2 separate regions of the Mus musculus genome follow, and region 2 is linked to region 1. Evidence: chromatin contacts called from public Hi-C data. All regions are on one chromosome and are shown on one strand. Each heading gives the region's core, a stretch centred on a gene start, on an enhancer-like site or on the middle of the called end of the contact. The rest is flanking DNA. Distances are from core to core; before and after follow the strand shown.

Region 1 (2,797 bases), core at 75-2,574:
TATATTCTCAGTACCTCATTAACATGCCCGGGCCAGGCAGTGACTTGGCAAAAAGCTTTACTGCATATGTACACATTGGTTGTTTGTCCAAACTTATGCGTGGTGGCCAGCAGTAGCCAGCACCACTCTGCAACGGCACATGTGGCTTCCCACACCTTAGGAAGAAACTGGGAATCCGAAGCACGTCTGAAAGCTTTCTGTAGGATTGTCAACACGGAAGAACTCACCCGAGACTAAAGACCAGCGTGAATGTTGGCGACATAAGGAACATGACAGATATTGCTCTTTATAGTGAAGCTGTCTCCAGAATCACTTCTCAGTCCGAGGAATTGAGAATTGGAGAGGAAGTTGTATATACATTGGGGACTGTTGGATTATTATAATCTCCTCCTCCTCCTCACCCGCCCCCTCCTTCTCCTTCTTTGGAATGGATCTCATGAGTTCTGATCCTCCTGCATTCATTTCCTAAGTGCTGGGATTACAGGCGTGCACCACCACACTTAGTTTATACACCATTGGGGACCAAACCCACAGCTTTCTGTGTGCTGGACAAGGATTCTACCAGTTGAGCTGCATCCCAGTCCAGAACCTTTTTTTTTTTTTTTTTTTTTTTTTCTTAAACCTGAAGCACCATCTCCTTTATCCTCATCTCTTGTTAAAGAAGAAAGTAGTAGTTTACCCAGGGAACATTATTGGTGGGAGTATCACACTAATGGGCCAGGGCACAGTGGAAGTCAAGGAAGAGCCCTTGTACTTGGTAGCCTCCATTTTATGGCGGCTAAAGGATACCAAAGAGGAAAGAGGAAACCCTAGCCTCCTCAAATAGCCTATAATCCAGGGAGGCCCTGCTTTAACCAGACTGAATACAAGATGTAGCAGAACACAAAGGAAGTGGCCCAAGGCCCTGTGGGGGAAGTAGGGAAGGCTTCCCAGAGGAGGCGGTCATTGGAGCTCTCAGCCAGGTAAACAAGTACAGATGGGGTGTTCCAGGTGGAAGATGTGGCATGGGTGAACACTTAGACAAAGGAGCATGGCCTGTTGCAGATGCTGGAGATGTTCAACGTGTGCAGCATTAGAGGAGTCAGGGGTAAGTGAAGTTGACCTCACATTTGGGCACGTCCCGAAATGCCTTGCAAAAGAGTTTGGATTTCCACGGTAAGCTATGGAGAGCTGGATGTATTTCCTATGGCTGCTCTAGCAAATCGCCACACACCAGGTAAGATGAGAAGACACACATGTGAAGTCTCACTGGGCTGCCGTGGGCTACTAGGGAGAACTGATTCCTTGCTGGCTCACTTCTGCTTCTCCCGGCAGCCCACAATCCTCAGCTCACATCCTCCATCTTCACAGCCAGCATCACATGGTTTCAATCCTGTTTCCCTAACTGTATCTCAGACTCCAGCACTCTTCTGCCTCTGTCTTCACGGGGCTCCAGGGATGGCACCAGGTCCATTAGAATTAGTACAAGCACCACACCCGTGAACTCTGTCACCTTGCAAAATCCCTTTTGCAATGTAAAGTGGCAGATGTAAAGGTTCAGAGAAGTGGGTGTGGGCCTTTGGGGGGGGGGTCACTATTCTATGCATACACAACAGGAAACAGTGAAGAAACCAGAGTGAAGCTTGAGGTGTCTGGTAGCACAGCAGGGTGGCTCAATGAGATGGTTGTACGGTCTAGAGGGATGGCTCAGTGGTCTGCTCTTACAGAGGTCTGGAGTTCAAGTCTTAGCACCGATGTGGTAAGTCACAATCAGCTATAATTCCAGTTCCAGGGGGATCTGAGCCTCTCCTCTGGGCACCAGGTATGCATATGGTGCACATGCATACATGTGGGCACTCATGGTATCCACACTAAAAAAAAAAAAAAAAAAAAAAAAAAAAGTCTTGGGGAAAGAAAAAAAAAAAAAAGAAACCACTGGTGTGGGCTATGACGACACCAGTGGGTTGTTTTTTTTCTTTCCCCAAGACTTTTTTCGGAGTATGGTCTCTGTACTTGGGTTTTCTTGTCTATAAAACAGACAAAAATACCTTGCTTTCTCCCTAGTTATTCAGGTTATATGGGGTAGCAGTGATGAAAGTTAGGACAGGAGGAACCCTTCAGTAAACTGCAAATATCTTGCTCAGTGCTAAAAACAGAACCTAGCCCACTATAAGGCTCATCAGCATAGGAAGGAAGGAGACACTCGAGCAGAGCACTAGGGAATCTCTGCATGAGAACACGAGATACTATAATCCTCCGGATGAGGCTCGCCTGCTTCCTCTGTTGGCAGAAGGAAACAAAGGCTGGAAGCTGCCTACATCTGTTCTCCTTTCTGCTGAGATTTGTTCTGGATGTTAAAGAGTAAATGATTTCTTTGTTTGTATGTTGAGACAGGGTTTCTCTGTAGCTCTGTCCTGGAACTCATTCTGGAGACCAGGCTGGCCTGGAACTCAGAGATCTGCCTGCTTCTGCACACTAGGTTTGCCTGGAGCTACAATGTAGCCCAGGCTGGCCTCAATCTCCTGGTGACCCTCCTTCCTCAGCTTCCCAAGTGCTGGGATTACCAACATAAGCTGCCACTACCAGCTATGGATACTTATTTAATTCTTCAATGCTATTTATTTATCCCCCACCCCACCCGGAGATTTCTGCAACACTGTGGGTGACATTCCGCCGGGCTGTTTGAAGACTTGGTAATGTTTCAGCCAGATACCCAGTGTGCTAATTTATACTCGACTGGTTTGGTAGTGACCCGTTCTGGTTTCCTAGATGCCCTTTCACGCCTTCGGTCATCTACTCTACTTTGTCCCCACTATGG
Region 2 (2,797 bases), core at 207-2,706, 330 kb after region 1:
CAAGTGATGTACATCCACACTGACAAAACATACATAAAAATACAATTTAAAAACATTTACATTTTTTTTAAGACTTCTGAATTTCTTTTTTTTTTCCTTTTCCTTTTTCTTTTTTTTTTCTGAGACAGGGTTTCTCTGGGATTAAAGGTGTGTGCCACCACCGCCCGGCTTCTTCTTTTTTTTTTTTTTTTTTTTTTCGAGACAGGGTTTCTCTGTGTAGACCTGGCTGTCCTGGAACTCACTCTGTAGACCAGACTGGCCTCGAACTCAGAAATCAGCCTGCCTCTGCCTTCCAAGTGCTGAGATTAAAGGCATTTGCCGACACTGCCCGGCATAAATAAATCTTAAAAAAAAAAAAAGAAGGCAAAGGAAAAGTTTGGATTTACATTTGTGGCATCTTGAATATCTGATGAGAGTGTCAAAGTCTCAAACAGAGTTACATGTTTTCCTCCCTTCGTTTGTGTAATGTATTTCCTCCTAGCCAGCCACTGTAAAAGACTGTCTATAAACATCGTTTTTAATCATAACGATTGTATTTAAAACCTCACCACTAGCTCTTACTAGGCACAACACTGCCTGTGTTAGGGAGAAATTTAGAAGTTCATGCAGTAAGCCTGTCTGCTAGGTGGAATAAACAAACCCTGACTTGATCAAACTTACCTATTGAATTCCTCTGCAGAAATTCTTGAGTTGGGTTAAGATTTTACAGCTAAGGGCCAGGTATGGTGGCTCAAGATGGGGAAGATCTCTGAATTCAAGGCCAGTGTGGTCTACAGAGCAAGTGAATTCTAGGACTGCCAAGGCTACATTGAGAAACTCTGTCTCCCCCTAGCCCACTCCGCCCCCTCCAAAAAACCCAAATTTGAGTCAGACTGTCTGACTCATAGCTAGTCCTATTTCATGACGTTAAGTAATTTAAGGCAGATTCCCGAATCCCTTGTGAAATACAATACCAACTCACGAACTTGAGGGTTTTGAACAAGTATAGAACAAGGCAAGTTGTGCAGTGCGTGGCACAAAACTATCAGATGCTGCCGCCTTTTTTTTTTTGTTAATCTAAGGTTTCGTTTTATTCTCGGTTTTTGCTCAAGGTAGCACCCATGAGTTTGGTGGCTCATGCATTTAATCCCAACATTTGGAGGTAAAGGCAGGAGAACTCTGAATTCGAAGTGAGCTTGGCTTGCATAGTTCCAGACCAACCAACCATGGTTATGGAGAGACCCTTGCTAAAAAAAAAAAAAAAATGGCACCTTCCATGGCCAACACAGCTCTTGGTCATGTCCCTGAAGCATCTGTCGCTCTCCAGGAGCCCACCTTGGTAGGATGCATGGGGAATTAAAATAGGACATGGGGTTAGCGTTTGCGATGTCGTCTGGACTTCCTGGAAATTGGCCCCCAGCTAGGGCGGGGACTGGGGCCCTTGCAAGAAACTCCTCGACTCCGCGGCAGGAAGTGAATATCGAGACTTCCGGCGCGCTCAAATGACGCACGGCACCCGGCTTCCGTGTTGGGAGCTGGCGACAGAACCTGGGACGCGGAGAGCTGGGGTCGGGGCTGCGGGGCGGCCCGCGGGCCCGGGGTGGGGATGCACCGGCGCGGGGTGGGAGCTGGCGCCATTGCCAAGAAGAAACTCGCAGAGGTGAGCGCGAAAGAAGCCGGGATGGAGCCTGCTCTGCCCTCGAGACACTGAATTCTCCCGGAATGGAGTTCTAGTCCCCTAAATCTGTAGAAGACAGGTTTCTCCGGAGCCCAGGGAGGAGTGATTGGAGTGTCAGGAGGCTGCTGGTTAAGTCACTGCATAAGACATATCTTTAATACTAAGGCAGTGGCAGCGCAATGGGAGCCTTGGCGATCACTGTCACAACTCATGCCGGTCTTTTTGTCTGACAGGCCAAGTATAAGGAGCGAGGGACTGTCCTGGCTGAGGACCAGCTGGCCCAGGTGAGTGACTGAAAGGCTTCAGACAGGAAGGGAGATGGACCAGGGCTGGCCAATATACCTTTGGTATAGATCGTCTCCACTGAACTAAAAATAGGATGTCAGGCAAATCCAGATTTAGGGAGAATGGCTAGTAATACTAGCTAAGATTTTTGACTGATTAGACTTGTGCGTTTCCCCTTTTTATTTTATTTGGTTATTGTCTCTTTTTGTTTTTTTTAAAGATGGTGTCTCACTTTGCTGCTAAGGCTGGGCTCCCAGCCTGTCCAGCCTCAGTCTGATCAGAGCAAATGCCACCCTTCCCAACCTTATGGTCATGTTCAATCCTCATTACAATTCCATGTCAACCTAGATTTAAAAAGTTCATCCAGTGATCTGGGAATGTACCTCAGCGTTAGAGCGTTTGCCTGACATGCACAAGTGCTGGAAGCCGTGCTCAACACAGCAAAAATTTAAACTTTCTTTAAAAACCAAAATGATAATTTTTCCTCAGAGTACTGACATTTCGCCAGGCAGAGGTGGCACACGCCTTTAATCCCAGGACTCGGGAAGGCAGGGACAGATGGATCTCTGAGTTGGAGGCCAGCCTGGTCTACAGAGGGAATTCCAGGATAGCCATGGCTATAAAGAGTCACCGTGCTGTCTTGAAAAACAAAACAAAAACGAATGCTGATATCTATCTATTTATTTTTAAAAGATTTATTTATTTAATATATGTGAGTACATTGTTGCTGTATTCAGACACACGAGAAGAAGGCACCAAGATGACATTACAGATGGTTGTGAGCCACCACGTGGTGCGGGAATTGAACTCAGGACCTCTGGAAGAGCAGCCAGTGCTCTTACCCGCTGAGCCATC

The links. Hi-C and Micro-C count contacts between places; a contact is called where the count stands out from the background.
Region 2: a contact with region 1 is called in a Hi-C map of embryonic stem cells, with 1.7 times the contacts expected there. The contact joins the promoter of Snf8 here to the enhancer-like site in region 1. A contact is called at or near these places in 7 of 39 promoter capture datasets (the 3T3-L1 cell line, the C10 cell line, embryonic stem cells and 4 more), 3 of 484 Hi-C or Micro-C datasets (CD4 T cells and embryonic stem cells), 6 of 115 datasets of contacts at active chromatin or transcription factors (the 230-238 cell line, bone marrow-derived macrophages, craniofacial prominence and 2 more) and 3 of 9 other capture datasets (adipose tissue, liver and pancreatic islet).

The regions. Positions count from the first base shown.
Region 1 is chr11:95,702,922-95,705,718 of GRCm38.p6, forward strand. The region is part of intron 1 of Zfp652os (zinc finger protein 652, opposite strand); the gene reads right to left. Among named protein-coding and RNA genes, the nearest start is that of Zfp652os, 8.4 kb to the right of the region's middle. Within about 2 kb of position 1,325, at least 27 of the 459 cell types and tissues checked have an H3K27ac peak or open chromatin away from gene starts, as enhancers often do. A contact at or near this core is called in bone marrow-derived macrophages and embryonic stem cells, where this site is marked.
Region 2 is chr11:96,033,429-96,036,225 of GRCm38.p6, forward strand. It overlaps Snf8 (SNF8, ESCRT-II complex subunit, homolog (S. cerevisiae)), which reads left to right and starts at 1,457. Exons shown (of 8, transcript NM_033568.3): 1 at 1,457-1,639; 2 at 1,891-1,941. The coding sequence starts at 1,586.